5 separate regions of the Mus musculus genome follow, and regions 2, 3, 4 and 5 are each linked to region 1. A link is a contact called in public HiChIP or PLAC-seq and promoter capture Hi-C data. All regions are on one chromosome and are shown on one strand. Each heading gives the region's core, a stretch centred on a gene start, on an enhancer-like site or on the middle of the called end of the contact. The rest is flanking DNA. Distances are from core to core; before and after follow the strand shown. Region 1 holds the start of 4632428C04Rik (RIKEN cDNA 4632428C04 gene). Region 2 holds the start of Opa1 (OPA1, mitochondrial dynamin like GTPase). Region 3 holds the start of Atp13a3 (ATPase type 13A3). Region 4 holds the start of Gp5 (glycoprotein 5 (platelet)). Region 5 holds the start of Cpn2 (carboxypeptidase N, polypeptide 2).

Region 1 (3,420 bases), core at 376-2,875:
AGCTGTGGAAGATGCAAATGGCGATTGGGCAGGTCCGGGGGCGGGGGGGGGGGGGGGGCTCACAAGTGAGTGCTATGGGGTAGTGAGAGCAAAGGCTGTGTGTGTGGGATAACCTGAACTACATCTAGACACCGAGGTGACATTTACAGGTCCCAAACTTCTGGCAGATGGTTTCACCTAAGTCTCTTTAATGATAAACCAGGTGCTGGGTGTGGTGGCACGCTCCTGTAAGTTTCAGGGTCAACCTAGGCTACATTAGTAAGACCCTGACTCAAAAAAAAAAAAAAAAAAAAAGCGCGAACTTTGAACCTTGGTCTGTGGGACCTTCAAGTCTGATGAAAGCTGCGGGCTTGTGTGGTCTCAGAATAGGTAGATGCAGATCGGGGTGGGGATGCACGCAGCAACAGCTGCAGAAGTCATGTAGAGTTCACACACGCCCAAGGGAAGCCAAGGTTGGAGTGCTCAGCCTTCCCATGGGGACAACACCCACCACAGTCACAGTCCCCCGCCTTTTTTAAAGTGTGTGGTTATGTGGGTGTGCATTTGTCCGCGCAGGCTTCCAGCTGTTTGCTTCTATCTGTACAACGACTGCCAGAAGGAACTGCGACCTAGACTTTTGATCCAGTCAATAAACACACGGGAGCTGGGCCTGGCCACAGTGGTCAGACTCAGAAGCGAGACTCTAGATGAAGGGACAGTAACGATAAAAGCCTTCCCCTCACCCCTCCAGTCTTTCTGGCAGTTCGTGTCTGAATCTAAAAGCCAGAAGTGGCACCGTCTCTAACGAGCAACTTCTCTGGTTTTCTGCTTTGTAACTAGGAGCATCACCAGGAGTTTGAAGCCACAATGAATTCAGACTAGTTTGGATTACAGATACCCCCTCCCCCCCCCCCCCCCCGGTCTAAAAAAAGCAAAGAACGCACAAGGAACACAGGGTGTGTAGGTATCCGCCGTGGTGATGTATCCCCCACCCCTCTGTCCCCCCTCAATGGACAAGCATCGGAGCCTCTGCTGCTGTACGCCTAGGTAGCCAAGGGTTAACCGGCGTCCCCCTCCCCCCTCCGCCCCCGCCGGGCTGGGCAAGGCGGGAAGGCGGCGCGCCGGGTGCCAAAGTCGGAACCTGCTCTCGGCAGCTCCCCGCGCTGCCTTGACTCACCGCCAGGCCTGGCGCGGCCGCCGGCTGTGGAATGTGTGAGCGCCATGTGTCACCGCCCCAGACTGTGGGAAAACGCTGCTCCGCTCACCTCCCAGCAGCTGGCCCGCGCCCGCCCGCCCGGGAGCCGGGAAACAGGAGCCGCCCGCCTGGGAGGCCGCCCGGGGCCACTTCCGAGCGCGCGCCGCCTCTCCGCCCACACGCCGGTCCCTGCCGGCGACCCGGGGCTGCGGCGCCACCCGCAGCGAGTGGCCCAGCACGCCCTTCTTTTGCCCCCGCTGGCCTTATGCATCCTCCTGCTCCACCAGGCCGGCCTTAGACACAGAGAGCCCCTGTTCTGAGAGCTCCTGGGCGGTGACCTCTTTCCGGGAAAGGGCCAGAGAACTGAGGGCTATGCAGGGGACTGACCTCATGGGGTTGTGTGACAGCTCCAGTCTGGACCTTGCCAGCCCTGAACAGGAGGTTCCACTCTGCCTGACCCTTCCCCCGGAGAGCTAGGCAAGAGCCCTGCACCTCAACGCGGGGGCAGCCTCCCCTCTAGTCATTGGATGAGAGTCACATGGGTCCAGAAGTCAGCCAGGGACAAGGTTTCCAATGCCTAGCCATGCAGGGAGATGTAGGCAAAGTCACATTCTGGGTGGCAGCCATGCAAGACTGGAGACAGCGCAGTGCACCTTGTTCCGAGCCTGGCTCTCCACTCCGTGGCCAAGTGTCTCTTCAGCCAAGGCTCCTTGTGGTGTCGCTGCCTTCCAGGGCAGTTGGGACGAAATCAGATGGGGGTGGGGGCAAACCTCGGGGTCCAGGGATCCAGGGTCTTCACCTAGCATCAGCCTCTGCTGCTTTCTGAGGGGTCGAGGTGTGTGTGTGTGTGTGTGTGTGTATGCCACCCCCGTAGGAGGCTCGGGACCTGGGTGGGGTCTCTGCTGTACCCAGCTCTCCTCCAGCATGATCTGTTTCTGTTTTTTCTCCCTGCCTGTTCTTCACAGTGGGCGATGAGGTCTCACTTCTGTGGTTCTTCCCAGGCTAACCTAATCCAGTTCAACAGCTGCCTCTCCTGAAGTCCCCATGCACTTGATTTCTGTCCCCGCTCTGTACCGGTCATGGCCTGCCTAACTAGTCTTTCTCTCTCCTGCAACTTCTTATTCAAAGACGGGCTACCCTTCTATGTACCCCCCCCCCCCCATGAACAACACTGAATTCTGCATGTGACAGCCACTCTGCAGATTGAGTGCACCCCCACATGAACACTTGTCAATACCATTTATCACAGGTTCAGAACCTCATTGCCCAGACATGTGACCTCGGTCAGGCTAATCTTGCCATCTCAAATCTCTCCCCTCACCTGCAGAACATAAATCTGAGTAGGGTGTGGTGCCACAGGCCTATGATCCCAGCACGTAGGAAGCAAGAAGATCACAAGTTTGAGGCCAGCCTCTGCTTTCTATTGGGGAATCTAATGAAGAAGAGAGGGAGGAGGAAGAAGAAAAGAAAAAAAGGGGGAAAAGAATGCATTCGGTGGTATTTGGTGCGCTATAAGCTTTGAATAATGAAACTCCAGTTAACGACAGGATGCATCATGGCAGTGGTTCTCAAAAGAGTATGTCATCTAGTGACACCTTACCCATCTTACTTTGTATAAGTGCACTCTATGAAGTTCCCATAATGATAAGGTCAGTGAGAGATCCCTGTCATTAATCCATATACAATTGCTAAAATACCATAGACTGGCGGCAGACATTGACTGACGCCCAGTTCTGGATGTTGAAGTCAAAGAATAAGGCACAGGTGACTCAATTCCCCTGAAGTCCCTCTTCCTTGGCTTATAGGCAGTTTGTAGATAGTCTTCGCTTTTTGTGGATTCTTCTTTTTCCCATCCTTTATTCCTCCACCCCCTTTTCACTACCTATCACTAGATAAGAAGGAAAGGATAAAGGGGAGACAGAGATCCTTGAATCTAATTCTTTCCTTTTGTTTCTTCTCTGAGTATGAGAAAACTGCATCCAAAACCCCACCCACCCTGCCTATTGTGGCTCTAGCATTTACATACCCTCTGAAAAGTTCCCAGAATTCCAGAGGTCACACAACTGCAGAAATTGTCTGCAGCTGGCAAAACTGTGCCTCTGTTAGGGCACGAGGAAATCACGTCAGCTGCTGCAGACAATCTGAAGCAGCCCCACAGCCCCACACTGGGATTAAAACAAGAACACTTTCTCATAACATTTCTGTGTTATTTAAAGAATCTGAAATTCCAGAATTGTCGCCACAGC
Region 2 (3,420 bases), core at 403-2,902, 430 kb after region 1:
TTAATTATAAAACAGCAGCAATAGTAAAGTTGTAAATAGCTTATTTCAATAGAGAAGGTTGTGAACGTATTGCTAAATTAAAATCCCACAAGATTAAAAACAACCAACATTGCAGTAGAGGCAGTTGCACTGTGGACTTTTAATTAACTGTGATGAAAGGAATGGGTCCATTCCTTATAAGCATAATACATAATTTATACCATTAAAAAAAGTTTTGGGGAGAGGGCTGGAGAGATGGCTTATTGGTTATGAAGAAGGGCTAGTCTTCTAGAAGTCAGAGGTTGGATTCCCAGCACCCACATGGTGACTAACACCTGTCTGCTACTCTAGTCCCAGGTGACTGAATGCTGTTCTCTGTCCTCTGTGGGCAGCAGACACAGAAGTGGCACACAGATATACATGCTGGTGAAAGAGATACAAACATATTTTTAAAAGTTCTAGCCCGGCGTGGTAGCCCAAGCCTTCAATCCCAGCACTCGGGAGGCAGAGGCAGGTGGATTTGAGTTCGAGGCCAGCCTGGTCTACAGAGTGAGTTCCAGGAGAGCCAGGGTGATACAGAGAAACCCTGTCTCGAAAAACAAAAACAAAAACAAACAAACAAACAAAAGTTCTAGGGGCTGTAGAGATGGGTGGAAACCTTGGTGTACACTACTTCCTGTAATCAAATGTCTGAAACAATGTGCTAAGCTTGGGGGTTATTGGAACAACTTATATAGATAACATCAAATTTAGTATCAGTAAATGCATATAGCAATTCATAGAAATAAAACTACTTTGAGGTTTTCTACTTTAAAACAAGACTACAGCAACATCCGCAGCGAGACTGGAGAAGTGCATCGAAGTGGACCTCAACACTGAACAAGATCTCTGACGGGGCATCTCTTAAACACCGCCTGATATCATGCACAACACCACTCTAAATTTGACTCCAGTCAGAGGGTCAGGTAAACGGGCAGAGAGCCCTTTCCCGCGTATTATGAAAGGACATACTTTCAAGTATGCTGCTGCAAGTGCTACCAAGTAGCTGCAAGAGCAAAGTGTGCGCTGTGGCATGGCGTATGGCTGCAAGAAGGCAGTTAAATGACACGCACAGAGATACAAGGACAGAGCTAGGCCAGGCCAGAATAGCAACAATAAAAGCAACAACTAGAGACAGATAGCAGGGAGATCACAAGGACAGGGACAGGAACGATGGGCCAAGGCAGCAAAAATCTTCATGTTGAACAAGGAATGGTCACCGGCCAACTCCCGTCACTCCTTTGGGTATTCAAACATTCGCGAGAATTTTTTTAAGAGCCTCGGCCCGGCCTGAGGGTCAGTCACCTGCACATTCGGGAAGTAGTGATGGGTCAACCCTGCTGTCCAAATGGCCCAGAACCTGACATAACGGGGCCAGGTCGCAGGCCGCACTTACCAGGCCACGGCCGCCCGACCTGCTCGCCACATCCCGCCAGAGCAGACCACACACAGGCGCTGAGACGGCCACGGGGGGAACCCCGTGTCGGCCCCAGTCCGATTCCTGCTCCGACAATGACCCAGGAAGAGGCCCTCAGCAACAAGGGCATAGAGCAGCCACCGAGTCCCTCCCAATGGCGCATGGACTTCCGCAAGAGCCGGCTGGGCTCCCGTAGTCAGTCCGTCTCCGAAATAACCACCCACAGGAACGCTAGGCAGGCTGCACAAACGGGCCGCGGATGACATGCGCATGCGCGGGGAGCCACTGGGCGGGACCTGTGTAGTGCTCCTCTTCTTGGCTCCGCCCTCAAAGTGTAGGAATTTTGAAAATGAACTGGGCGGGCTGGGTGCAGGAAATCCACTGGACGAATGTTTATTAGGAGCAGCCAATTTAAGGAAATCTTTTAAAGATCATTTTCGTAGCTGAATCATATAGCCAGAAGATCGAGTATGCGAGACACCTTAGAAAGTCCGAGATCTGATTGGAAAGTGACTTCTGACATTTAAGCTGTAGGTTTGGGATAAACACATACAGTTTTATTAAGACACAAATGTTTTTGTTTTGTTTTGTTTTTTCATTCCCCCCTTTGTTGGCTTTCACCTGAATTTTAATGGCACCCATTTTATTGAAATGGCCCTTGTCAAAGTCTCTTAACAGCGCCATCTCTCCAGTAATGGCTCCTTAGTAGTATCTGCCTAAGTTCTCTTCTTAGTTTTCTTTTGATTTTCAAGACGTCAGATTCATTCTTCCTTCTCCTTGTAACCTATCCCTCCCCACTCCTCCCTATCAACCCCTCTTCGGACGTAGTTGATGTCTAGTCTCCTAGCTACCTGCTTCTCCCAACTATTATTTAATATTCAAAAGTTCCAGTTAGGTTTTGGGCCTTTTGAGTTCCTTCCTTTTTCTGGCTACATTTTCTCCTTAATAATCTAAATTATTTGTATCAATCCAAGTATCTTCTCCATCTTCAACCATTTTTGTATTTTTTTAAAGAGAACAGGGACTCAAAACAGGAATATTGCCAGTGAAAGATTGTGAAGTCGATTAATGGTGTTATTGGAAAAAATCAGATAGTCTTGTACTTTATTTCACTTCAAGGATACATTCCTTTCACTCGTCTCCCTTCCCCTGTCTCTGTCAGTCTCTCTCTCTCACACACGCACATGAAATACACACCACCACCAGCACCCCAAATAAATTGCTTTTTATCTAATTATCAAAACCATAAATCAGAATCCATCTAGTCACAATAGTGGCAAGTATATAAACGCAACTGTCTGACAGTAAACGTTCTGATTGCAGGACTTGAGGAATATATTTACTGTGATGACTGTCTCAATGATAGCTGTAGATAGAAACCTTCTATAAAGCCTAACCAGTATAAACCAAACTAGAAACCAGTTTAAACCCCAACTTTTTCTAGTATTGAATAAAAAATGCATTTGTTATTGTTGCTTCCTAATTCTTGTTGGAAAACACAAAAGGGAGAAGTAAGTGACGGCTGCTTCCATGTGTAATGTGTCTTTGCAGTTTACAAAGCCCTTGCTTTATAATTCCACTTCTAGGCTGGGACTATGTGTAACTTATGTCTACCATTGTATTAGATAGCAAAATAGAGTTAGCATGAAAGTCTCTAGATAGTAGCTAATTAAGTGAATTACATTCACACTAGTCACAAAACCTATGAGCTCTCAGTATCCAAATAGAGAATAATATCTGAAATAGATTGCCCTAATTTGAAATGGCTTTAATCTAGGTTTTTGTTTTGTTTTAACTTCACAATGCTGTCAAAGAAATGTGAAGAAGAAAATTCAATAGAAGCCATGCATCCAATACTTGTTTCAACCAGCCTGTTTTCTATATTTAATATATTATCTAATAAGGGTGATTTACTCAATCCCATATAAAATAGGCCACTTGACTGCTAATGTATCTGTTGTAAGCATGTTTAAGGTTAGAGGGCT
Region 3 (3,420 bases), core at 496-2,995, 380 kb before region 1:
CAGTTGAGCTCTCTCTCTCTCTCTCTCTCTCTCTCTCTCTCTGTGTGTGTGTGTGTGTGTGTGTGGTTAGTTTGCCACGAGTTGAGGAATGAGGAAGTACAGGCAGGCCAGGGGGAGACCCACTGTTTAAGAGGTGTGCATAAGAGGGTCAGAAACACTTGATGGCTAATTGAAGAGGGCACTCTAAGTGGATGGTTGGCTTGACAGTTTTATTTATAGGACCAGGAGAGGCTTGTGCTTGTTAAAATCTGCGAGGTAAATAACCAACTGCTAAGGAAGCTGTCAGGAGTGTGTGCAGGGTTTTTTCAGTTCTACCCAGACTTCCTCAATCCTAGACTACTTACGTACTCCAACACAAGTGAGCTAGGGAACACACGGAGGGCTGAAACCCAATGGGGAGCAGGAGCTGGGAAGCCACAGCTGTGGCTCATCGTCATTTACTGTGATGTCCACATTACCTGGTAAAAAGAATTTCGTGGTTGCCATCCAGCCCTTCACCACTGCGGTTGGAAAGCAGGATCAGCATCCTTACTGTTCCCATTGAAGTGTATTAGGGCCACGTATCTGGGGCACATTACCGACCCAAATGAGGTGCTACTCTCTGCTGCGGACCAAGAGGCAGGATGCTCCATGCCTCTGGTGGACGGTGCCCAAGTATGGGAACAGGAGCTGAACACAGCTGTTCCCTCCTCTAAGACAGTCAAGCAGCTAAAAGTTATGTTTGTAGGAAGGTAGGAGAACAAAGATGGCCAGGCGTCTGGGATGCAGGTGAGGTAGACTCAGAGTGGAAAGATGGCGGAGCTGGAGGCAGCAGGTGGCAGGCTCAGCTTCCCGCGCTCGACAGGGAGCGGAAGGCAGTGAAAACCAAAACCGCGATTTGAACATCCGGGCGAGGCAGTGCCCCAAGATAAATCTCCTGTGGAGGGAAGTATTTAATTTGCTTCCAGCTCTGTCGGAAGAAACTCCTCTCTGAGACCCGGCTGTCTTCCGTATGGAAGCTCTCTTACCTACCTGACTGTTCTCTGTCCCACGCCCGTGGGCTGGGCCAGGAGTTCCATTGGAATTAAAGTGTTCTTTTTGGTATAGGTGGGGATAAAGGAGGGAAAGAATCTGGGTCCAGAGCTAGGACTTTGCTCTCCACCTTGCCAGCACAGGCGTCCTTTATGATTGCCACCCTAGACAAGCCTGCACTTACCACTGGGCCTCAGTGTCTTTGTTTAGAAAATGGGGGTTTGGACTACGATCTCCTCGCATGGGAAGCGACACCTAAGTTGATCGCCTCCCGCAAAATGAGTCCTGAGCAGCATCCCGCTAGCAGTTCTCGCTTAGGCGGGCTGGGGGCCCCGTAGGCGAGGAGGTGGGCGGGACCGGAGGGTCGCCCCGCCCCCTGACGGCCCCTCCGCGCTGGGCGCTGGGATGAGGCAATCACGTGACCTCACATCCGGCGCGGGAGTCCTGAGCTCGCGGGGCGCTCCCCGTGTGCCCGCCGGCCCTCCCCGCAGCGTGACCGGGCGCCGTGGCCGCGGGGAGGGGGTCCGCTTCGTCGCCGACGGCGGGAGACCGCTTCGCAGCACAGACCGTCCTCCTCCCCTGCCGGTCTTCCGCGCCGCGCTCCCTTGTTCTCGCCCTGCCCGGCTGCACGCCGCCGCCGCCGCCGCCCCGGGCGCCGACAGCGGAGCGCGGACGCCCCTGAGCCCGGTGCGGCCCGGGCCCCGCCGCGGCGCCTCTGTTCCCACAGCCGGAGCCGCGACGCGTGGCGGCGGACCCTCGAGCCCGAGCGACCCGCGGCCGCCGGCGCCGGCCGTGGGTGATGGGGCTGGGCTGAGGAGAGGCGGCGGCGGTGGCGAAAGCGGCCCCCCGGCCCCCTGCGGCCTTTTGGCTGCCCGGGCCGGGAGGCCGCGGAGAAGGCGGCACGGCGGCGCGGCTGGTGAGTGACTGGGCGAGCGGGGTGTGGGGCGGGAGGCGAAGGTGATGGGGAGGTTGGAGGAGGCGAACGGCGTCGCCCGGGTGGCGGGTACCAGGTGGGTCTGTGGCTGCTTCCTCGACTCGAATCGGACATCACCTCTCTGGGAAGGGGTATGTGTGTGACAGGGAGAGGGGTGCGGAGACCCGGCACTGTCTGGGAGCACGTGTACGTGTGGAGGTCTGGAGTGCACCCTCTGCGTGCCGGCCGGCCCCGCTAGGCCAGCCGCTCTAGAAAGTCCAGAAGGTGATGTGCCCGGAGCAAGAATGTGGGAAGGGCCCCAGATGGGTCCGTGCCGGTGCTGACTGTCCGAAGCCTAGTTCGGCCCCAGCCACCGACGAGTAAATCACCCTACTATCAGCACACTCTACACCGATAACCGAAGTCCAGAAAGGAAAGCGGACTTGAGGTGTCAACACTCCAGATTAAAGGGAGAGACGCAGGGCCGTGAGGACTAGAAAAGCCCAGACCCTTTTTTCGCTACGTACTCTCTGGCCTCGCCTTCACACAGACTGTGGGCCTGATTGATCGCTTTTCTGGTGGGGTGTGGAGTTGGGAGTGGAGGAAGGAGTAGCATTTGTCGACTGACAGTAACTGTTTGGGGCTTCCCAGTTTGGAAGGCTTTTGTGACAGGTGTTCATTGTTTATTTCCCCCTTAGGTCTGACAGAAGCACCCTAGGATCTTGGTGTCTGGATACATAAGAGGTATGAATCACTTACATAATTAGCTCCCAGTCATTAATGTTTTAGAGCTATATTTAGTGGCTTGTATTAGTGCAAAATGAATGGTTCTGGAGTCATAAACCCAGAAATTTATGTGATTCTGAACTGAATGGAACACGTTTGAGTATGTTAATGGTGATTTTTTTTTTTTTTGATCTGTGAAGCAGGACTGCAGGATTGTTTAAATCCAAGACATGTGGGGCCTTTTCGTGACGAATACAATTATAGAGGGTTTGAGGCTAATGTGAAAGTTTATTTGTTTTTACTTACATGTGTGCTTGAGTATGTATGTGAAAGGCGTGGATGCCCTCGGAGGCCAGGCCCTTTGAAACAGGTGGTTGTGAGCTGACTGCAGTGGTTAGGTCCTAAGAGCAGCACGCACTTTTTACTGCTGAGCCATCTTTCTAGCTCCAGTGCGATTTTATTCTGGAAGGGCCAGCACGTCATTAAACGGGCTCCACCTTTGATTAGAACCAAACCTTTTTTGCTAAAACTGGCATCAGTTTTGTTTTCCTGGAATATATGTGTAGCATTCTTTTTGAGGACTGTTGCTTTGCTGAATAGGCTGTAGTTGCTAAGATAGATTGTGTGGACATCCCATCAGGGTTTGTCCAACAACTTCAAAAGTACATCAGTTTCTGGAAGTTCTTTTTGAGATGGTAAACCCATTAATGACAGTTGTAGAAGAGGAAAAAAGATGATACTGCCTCAGCCTTCTGAGTAGTTGTGTTACA
Region 4 (3,420 bases), core at 234-2,733, 300 kb before region 1:
TTGGGGGAAGAGCTGGCTGGCTGGTGCACACTGCAAGCAGAATGGCAGTTGGGGACTCTGGGGTTGCTGCTTGGTGAAAACCAGAGCCAGCCAGACTTTTTGAAGTAAGGTCCAGGGATCCCTCTGCCTACTGTGCTTAGCTCCCCTTGTGAAGTTCCAGGGATTGAATGAGTCTTCATGCTTACAAGGCAAGCATTTTGCTTATCTAGCTATCTCCCCAGGCTCTGGATCTTGTTCTTAAAGTGGGTGAAAAGTGGAAAATAGTGATAGAAGCATATTTAACGTAACTCTGCCTCTTAGGTACATACAAAGAGATCTGTACCCCTGGATCTGAATGCTAAGGGAAACAGCGTGAGAGCATTTAAAGGAATTGGTGGGTATTCCCCCTTGGAGGGATCTACTTGATAATCTGTGACTTGACAACCAATAGATAATAGCACTTATAAAGAATGTCTATGTTATAGTTACATATAGGAAAAATGAGCACAGCTGGACATTGTGATGCATTCTTTGTGATTCCCAAACTCTAGGACACTAAGGCCAGAAGATTGTAAATTTGAAGCTAGCATGAGCTACATATACATAGCCAAGTTGTTGAGAGAAAAATAGACATAAAAGGGGAACTCGAGTTTCTCAGAAGCTGAAGAACAGGTGGCCCTTCACTGTAAAGAAAGACATCAAGTTTGTCATTATACAGAAATGCAACGTTATAAAGCATATTGAGACCATAGGTTGGTAGATTGGTATGCCATTTTGCTCTTTGGGCTGAGCCTAAGCCTAAGGAATAGGCATCATGGAAACAATCTGAATGACCAGGATTGAAGTCCAGGTCAGAGACGTGAAGACCAGGAGTTCTTACACACAGTGTGGCACTGTGGCAATACAACCACGGTGGTAGGCAGTTTGACATTAAGTTAAACTGAACACGAACCCTTGAGCAATGCTATTACTGAACATGTTTGACAATGGCTAGACCAACCATTGGGGGCGGGCATTTGAGAATTCATTGGCCTTATTTAAGAAATAAAATGTTGAGCAAAAGAGATGGCTCATCAGGTAAAGATACCTCCCAAGACATGGTGTGAGTCCTTGGGAACCTACGTGGAGGAAGGTGAGAACCAATTGCCTAAAGTTTTCTGACACCCACAAGTGAGGCACTGCCACATGCACCCACATACTCCTGCACAGGAATGAGTTAGTGCAATGTAGCATGGAAAAAAACCAAAAGTGTGGCCCATGTAATGACAGCCTGCTATTTCTGGGAAAACTTAGGCCCTCTACTCTCTAGCTTTTACAAAAGGACTTTTAACTATGGACTCTGAAAGTTTGAAAGCTCTTGTCATTAAAACCTAGAATATGCCCTATGGAGATAGTCTTTTTCTTGACTTTTTATCTGGTAAGGTCTTTATCTTGAGGATGCAAGAATACTTCCCTCTTCCTCTCTGAAGTGCCAAGTCACAAGCAGAGCTGCAAGCCTTTCAGTCAGTCCAGGGTGCAGAACTGCTTCAGGTAAGGCCAAATATTCTTAAATTAGTGTATGCAGTTAGAGGCTCAGTCTGTATAGGGGCAGAAGGAGACCTGGTACAAGAAACAGTACAAATTTTTACTTGGGAAACAGAGTAAACTAGTATTACTGTGTGCTTCCTGGGTAACTCAATGCCCAGAGTAGTTTTATTAAGCAGCTTGGTGTATAAGCAAACAGTAGCTCATTATTTAAATGTGTGAGTCAGAAAAACATCTTCAAATGCTACTTATGTGACACTTAAATTAACCTCATGTACACTGGAGCGACCAGCCTACTGCACTCGTGTTACTGTAACAGTGCAAAGTTCAGAAAAGCATGGCATAAAGCAATGGGCATTATCACCTGCACCACTGGGCTCCGGGCCGGGAGTTACAAAACGGTGTAATGAGTTGTGGGGTGTTGGTACTTTGAAAATATGTAAGAAATTGAATCTAGTGGAAGTGGGCCTTGCTGCGGTTCTCTTGCTGACTGTTGGGGATAAAGCTCCCTGCTTAACTTGTTAAAGTCAGTGACACAGCCAGTCCCAGGAGGCGTTGCTTTCTATTCTCTGAAAAAGACCGTAGCAATTTTAATTCGTTCTGTAACGATTTTAAGGTATTCTGTAGCTTGAAAATGCCCAAATGTCAATGCTCTAAACAGAACCGGGGAGATGGCTGACTGGATAAAAATGGGAACCTGTAAGACTGATCTACTCTCCAATACCCACATATGCTGAATAGAAAAGTAATTTTTTTTTAATCAGCCTTTGTAAGATAGAGGAAGACTTGGTTGTATCTGAGCGTTCCAAGGCCGTGAGAGTGCTGGCCCAAAAACTGTGCTTGCAGCAGTGCGTGCAGGGCTCCAGGATATGCTCTGAGCCTTGTTTTTGCTCTTGCATTTCAGACATGCTAAGAAGCGCCCTGCTGTCCGCGGTGCTCGCACTCTTGCGTGCCCAACCTTTTCCCTGCCCCAAAACCTGCAAGTGTGTGGTCCGCGATGCCGCGCAGTGCTCGGGCGGCAGCGTGGCTCACATCGCTGAGCTAGGTCTGCCTACGAACCTCACACACATCCTGCTCTTCCGAATGGACCAGGGCATATTGCGGAACCACAGCTTCAGCGGCATGACAGTCCTTCAGCGCCTGATGCTCTCAGATAGCCACATTTCCGCCATCGACCCCGGCACCTTCAATGACCTGGTAAAACTGAAAACCCTCAGGTTGACGCGCAACAAAATCTCTCGTCTTCCACGTGCGATCCTGGATAAGATGGTACTCTTGGAACAGCTGTTCTTGGACCACAATGCACTAAGGGACCTTGATCAAAACCTGTTTCAGCAACTGCGTAACCTTCAGGAGCTCGGTTTGAACCAGAATCAGCTCTCTTTTCTTCCTGCTAACCTTTTCTCGAGCCTGAGAGAACTGAAGTTGTTGGATTTATCGCGAAACAACCTGACCCACCTGCCCAAGGGACTGCTTGGGGCTCAAGTTAAGCTTGAGAAACTGCTGCTCTATTCAAACCAGCTCACGTCTGTGGATTCGGGGCTGCTGAGCAACCTGGGCGCCCTGACTGAGCTGCGGCTGGAGCGGAATCACCTCCGCTCCGTAGCCCCGGGTGCCTTCGACCGCCTCGGAAACCTGAGCTCCTTGACTCTATCCGGAAACCTCCTGGAGTCTCTGCCGCCCGCGCTCTTCCTTCACGTGAGCAGCGTGTCTCGGCTGACTCTGTTCGAGAACCCCCTGGAGGAGCTCCCGGACGTGTTGTTCGGGGAGATGGCCGGCCTGCGGGAGCTGTGGCTGAACGGCACCCACCTGAGCACGCTGCCCGCCGCTGCCTTCCGCAACCTGAGCGGCTTGCAGACGCTGGGGCTGACGCGGAACCCGCGCCTGAGCGCGCTCCCGCGCGGCGTGTTCCAGGGC
Region 5 (3,420 bases), core at 294-2,793, 260 kb before region 1:
GATCTGGCCTTCCTCCCATAATCCCCCAGAGTCTACTGAGACAGGCTTCTGGAATTCCAGAGAATGGGGAGAGGGCTTGAAGCTGGATGCTTATTTCCTACAGGAATCTTTGAATCTCTTTATGCAAACATCCCTCCACAGTGCATACACATATGTGCACATGTCTGCACTCTGGACACTTGAACACACATGGATGGATGGTCGGAGACAGACAGACAGACAGACAGACAGACACACACACACACACACACACACACACACTCCCCCGATGCCGCCTATGGGAGAGAACACAACGATTTGTAGAGATCAAACGCCAGAATTCAAACCATGGTCTGGCAGCCAGATTCCTCTTGTTTGCCCTGACATCTTGACAAATAGGACATGGTGTGTTCCTTGAGGAGCCAAGGCCCTGCACCCACAGGGTATAGAGCTGTTCTCAAACATGGGTGTGAGTCTCCCAGGAAATGCAGGTCCCATGCCCTGCTGTTCCTTGAGGCCACCATCCTGCCATTGACAGGCCAGGCACCACATGGGGCGGATCTGGGTACACTAGATTCCTGGTTGTCTCCCTCTTTCTTTTATTTGTACTGAAAGAAAATGCCTCCTATTAGTCAGTCAGACCTTTGCAGGGTGGGGTGTCATCTGATCATGTGCAAAAGAAGTCATATGTCCTAGCAATCTTTCTAAAGGTGAACGATGGTTAAACAGCCTCAGATCACTTGGATGACAGACTCCCGGCACTGGAGAGTTACACTGCTTCTCTCGGTCATCCCTTCATGCCATATACCTCATATCATCTGAACACTCATATATAATCATACACACATGTACACACAAAACATTCCTTACTCAACCATACCAACCACACAAAGTTACTCTCATTTTTATTATATAGAACATATATGAGTGTATGTATGCATGCACACACAACTCCATTTACTATCACATGTTCAACACACACACGCACACACACATACCCCACTTCACCATTTCATTCATATTCTCACATGCTCACTTCACAAACATACACATCCCCAACTCATGATCACACATGCTCTGTTCACACACACACACACACACACACACACACACACACACACACTCATGTACACATATACACAATATATATGCCAAAAAGAGAAAGTTCATTAAACAAACAAATCAGCAAACACAAGAGACTGGTAAGTTCTAAGTTTCGTCTTAGTGGCAGGATTGAGTGCTGAGCAGGTAGCTGGGTGGCCTCTTAGCCCACACTTATGTTCACAAGGAAATGACTCTCATCTCAGTGTAGCCAGGAGACACTTTTTGTTTTTATTCTGGAGATACTTTTAATGGGCTAGTGGATACTTGGGGTCCCAGATCTGCCAAACCTACAGTCTCAGTTGGATTAGGCATCTGTCTATGGGAACCATTCAGGTCATTTTGTAATCTTTATAGGCCTTGCCCAAGTGACCTTGGTGACATTCCGGGAACAGTCGATCCCCATGAGGGGAGGAACCCTTCTCAGGACTTTGGTCAGCGCTGGGGCTGGATTTAACTGAGCACAGAGCACATGAAATTCTCCTCTGTTTCCGAGGAAAAACCAGGGCTTCTGGCCCCACCTGCCCAGCCCCTCACGGTAGGCCACCTGCCTTACTCCTGGGTCTGTGGGGATTTGGGGACATCTGGCTTAGGGTCCTGGCTGGGACACTGGAAAGGGACTTGTTGCTCTGGGAACAAGTAACTGAGTCCCCTTACCTGCAAGGGGAAGCCCTTGAGTGGATCAGCTAGCCTTGGCTGAGAAAGGCCAGGAAGAACTTAAGGTGGAGGGTGGCCTGGCCTGGCTTTCAGGGGAGCCAGGTGTGAACGGTGGCAGGCAGAGTGGTCACAGGCCATGATCCACCCTGGTTGGTGCCTATTGTCTGACATAATTAGTGCTGCTGTCTCTTCATTCCCAGAGTGTCAGACTTAGATGATAATGTTCACATTCATCCTAGAACTAAATTGAATGTTTGCTATTTGTCAAGCACCATGCAGTACTTTAAATGCACCGTCTAATTGGGGACTAATTTTAACCTTAAGGGCTCAGGTTCTAATCAGGGTAAGGAAATTAAGGCTTTGATAGATGGCAAAGGGGAATCCTTGGAGCCCACACAGCTAGTAAGTACAGTGTCTGGATTTGAACGCAGAGCTGGCTATTCCAACAGAGCCATAGTGCTTCTCCATTAAGAGAAGAGGAGCGGTCATGGAGAGCCACAGGCATTCCGTTCCTTCAGCTTGGTGCCATCTGTTTGGCCAGCCCTGGCCCAGGTGCTGGGATGCAGAGCCAAAATACTGCAGCAGGGGCCTGACCCCTGGGGTCTCAGTCGGGATACAATCTACTAGAACACAGAGCAGAAGGACCCCGTGCTTAGCAAAGAACACCAGTGACCTGCCAGGTGAAGGAGGGACAGTCCAGGAAGGCTTGCTGGAGACTCCTACTGTTCTGGGAGGGTGGGTAGAATAGGAGCAGGCAGTGGGAGGGAGCAGTAGGCAGAGACATACCGCAGCATCACCAAGGGGCTGGAGGCATGGCCGAGCTGGAAAGTGGTAGTATCTAGTCCCACCTTCTTATGTCACAGTGCCAGCTTTCCCATAAAACCAACACAGCAAAGAGCCAAGCCCCCGGTCCTTGGCAACGCACTACAGACAAGGAGTGCTGCTGCAGGGCTCTGGAATTGTTGTCTGTGGGTGGGGTCAAGCCTCACAGCTTATGGGGTGGGGATGGGAGCCCTGGGACCTACCTGTGCCTAGTGTTTTATACTGTTAACCTACGTCTTAGAAAATAGCTTTCTTCTTCATCTTAAAATAGGCTCGTGTTTATTATGTTAAAATATTTTAAAATGTGTACGTATTTTAAAAGCAGAGCCAACGTAGATTTATTAAGGAAAAGTAAGAAAGAACCAAGAGTGAGAGGGGAGTCCAAGGAAAGGATGCCCTGAAACGCTTTTTTAAAAATAGAAATTTTTATTTATTCTTTGTCAATTTCATGCATGTGACCAATATATCATGATCATCTTGATCATATCCGCTGCCAAGCCTCCTCCTTGATAGTTTGTTGCTTTGGTTTCCTTTCAGGGCCACACTAGCAACAGTAAATCTATGCTTTAGGTGTCAAGACTGTGTAGTCAGCGCGGTTCTGGATTAGCCAATGCAGAGGCAGAGCCTCAGTGTTTGCTCTACTGCCTGGGTCTCAAGTAGGCCTGGAGGTGGGGTGGGGTGTCAGGGAGGGCCTGTGCAAGGTGCCAATCTACACTTCCTGTGGCCTTCAGCCCTTTGATTAATTTTGCTGACTTAGAGGAAATGAGGTCAGGTCTGAGGATCAGCCAGGGGCACAGCCCAGACGTTCTTCTTCTTGTTTCCCAGGGACCTCGGAACAAGTAGTGGTATCCAGCCTGCCTG

Evidence for each region. Promoter capture Hi-C pulls out the DNA fragments that hold promoters and counts their contacts. HiChIP or PLAC-seq counts read pairs in DNA pulled down with a chosen protein or histone mark.
Region 2: a contact with region 1 is called in a FOXA1 HiChIP or PLAC-seq map of pancreatic cancer cells. The contact joins the promoter of Opa1 here to the promoter of 4632428C04Rik in region 1. A contact is called at or near these places in 1 of 39 promoter capture datasets (pre-B cells), 1 of 484 Hi-C or Micro-C datasets (embryonic stem cells) and 1 of 115 datasets of contacts at active chromatin or transcription factors (pancreatic cancer cells).
Region 3: a promoter capture Hi-C map of pre-B cells shows a contact between it and region 1, with 4 times the contacts expected there. The contact joins the promoter of Atp13a3 here to the promoter of 4632428C04Rik in region 1. A contact is called at or near these places in 2 of 39 promoter capture datasets (liver and pre-B cells) and 2 of 115 datasets of contacts at active chromatin or transcription factors (microglia and pancreatic cancer cells).
Region 4: a contact with region 1 is called in a promoter capture Hi-C map of liver, with 3 times the contacts expected there. The contact joins the promoter of Gp5 here to the promoter of 4632428C04Rik in region 1. A contact is called at or near these places in 5 of 39 promoter capture datasets (the C10 cell line, hippocampal neurons, liver and 1 more), 1 of 484 Hi-C or Micro-C datasets (forebrain), 1 of 115 datasets of contacts at active chromatin or transcription factors (pancreatic cancer cells) and 1 of 9 other capture datasets (adipose tissue).
Region 5: a contact with region 1 is called in a promoter capture Hi-C map of hematopoietic stem and progenitor cells, with 3 times the contacts expected there. The contact joins the promoter of Cpn2 here to the promoter of 4632428C04Rik in region 1. A contact is called at or near these places in 5 of 39 promoter capture datasets (hematopoietic stem and progenitor cells, hippocampal neurons, liver and 1 more) and 3 of 115 datasets of contacts at active chromatin or transcription factors (hepatocytes, kidney and pancreatic cancer cells).

Annotation. Positions count from the first base shown.
Region 1 is chr16:30,006,872-30,010,291 of GRCm38.p6, reverse strand. It overlaps 4632428C04Rik (RIKEN cDNA 4632428C04 gene), which reads right to left and starts at 1,625. Exons shown (of 3, transcript NR_033631.1): 1 at 1,562-1,625.
Region 2 is chr16:29,577,566-29,580,985 of GRCm38.p6, reverse strand. It overlaps Opa1 (OPA1, mitochondrial dynamin like GTPase), which reads right to left and starts at 1,652. Exons shown (of 29, transcript NM_133752.3): 1 at 1,415-1,652. The coding sequence starts at 1,446.
Region 3 is chr16:30,386,855-30,390,274 of GRCm38.p6, reverse strand. It overlaps Atp13a3 (ATPase type 13A3), which reads left to right and starts at 1,745. Exons shown (of 34, transcript NM_001128096.1): 1 at 1,745-1,927; 2 at 2,623-2,668.
Region 4 is chr16:30,308,844-30,312,263 of GRCm38.p6, reverse strand. It overlaps Gp5 (glycoprotein 5 (platelet)), which reads left to right and starts at 1,483. Exons shown (of 2, transcript NM_008148.4): 1 at 1,483-1,509; 2 at 2,408-3,420. The coding sequence starts at 2,410.
Region 5 is chr16:30,265,655-30,269,074 of GRCm38.p6, reverse strand. Cpn2 (carboxypeptidase N, polypeptide 2) reads left to right here and starts at 1,543. Exons shown (of 2, transcript NM_027904.3): 1 at 1,543-1,618.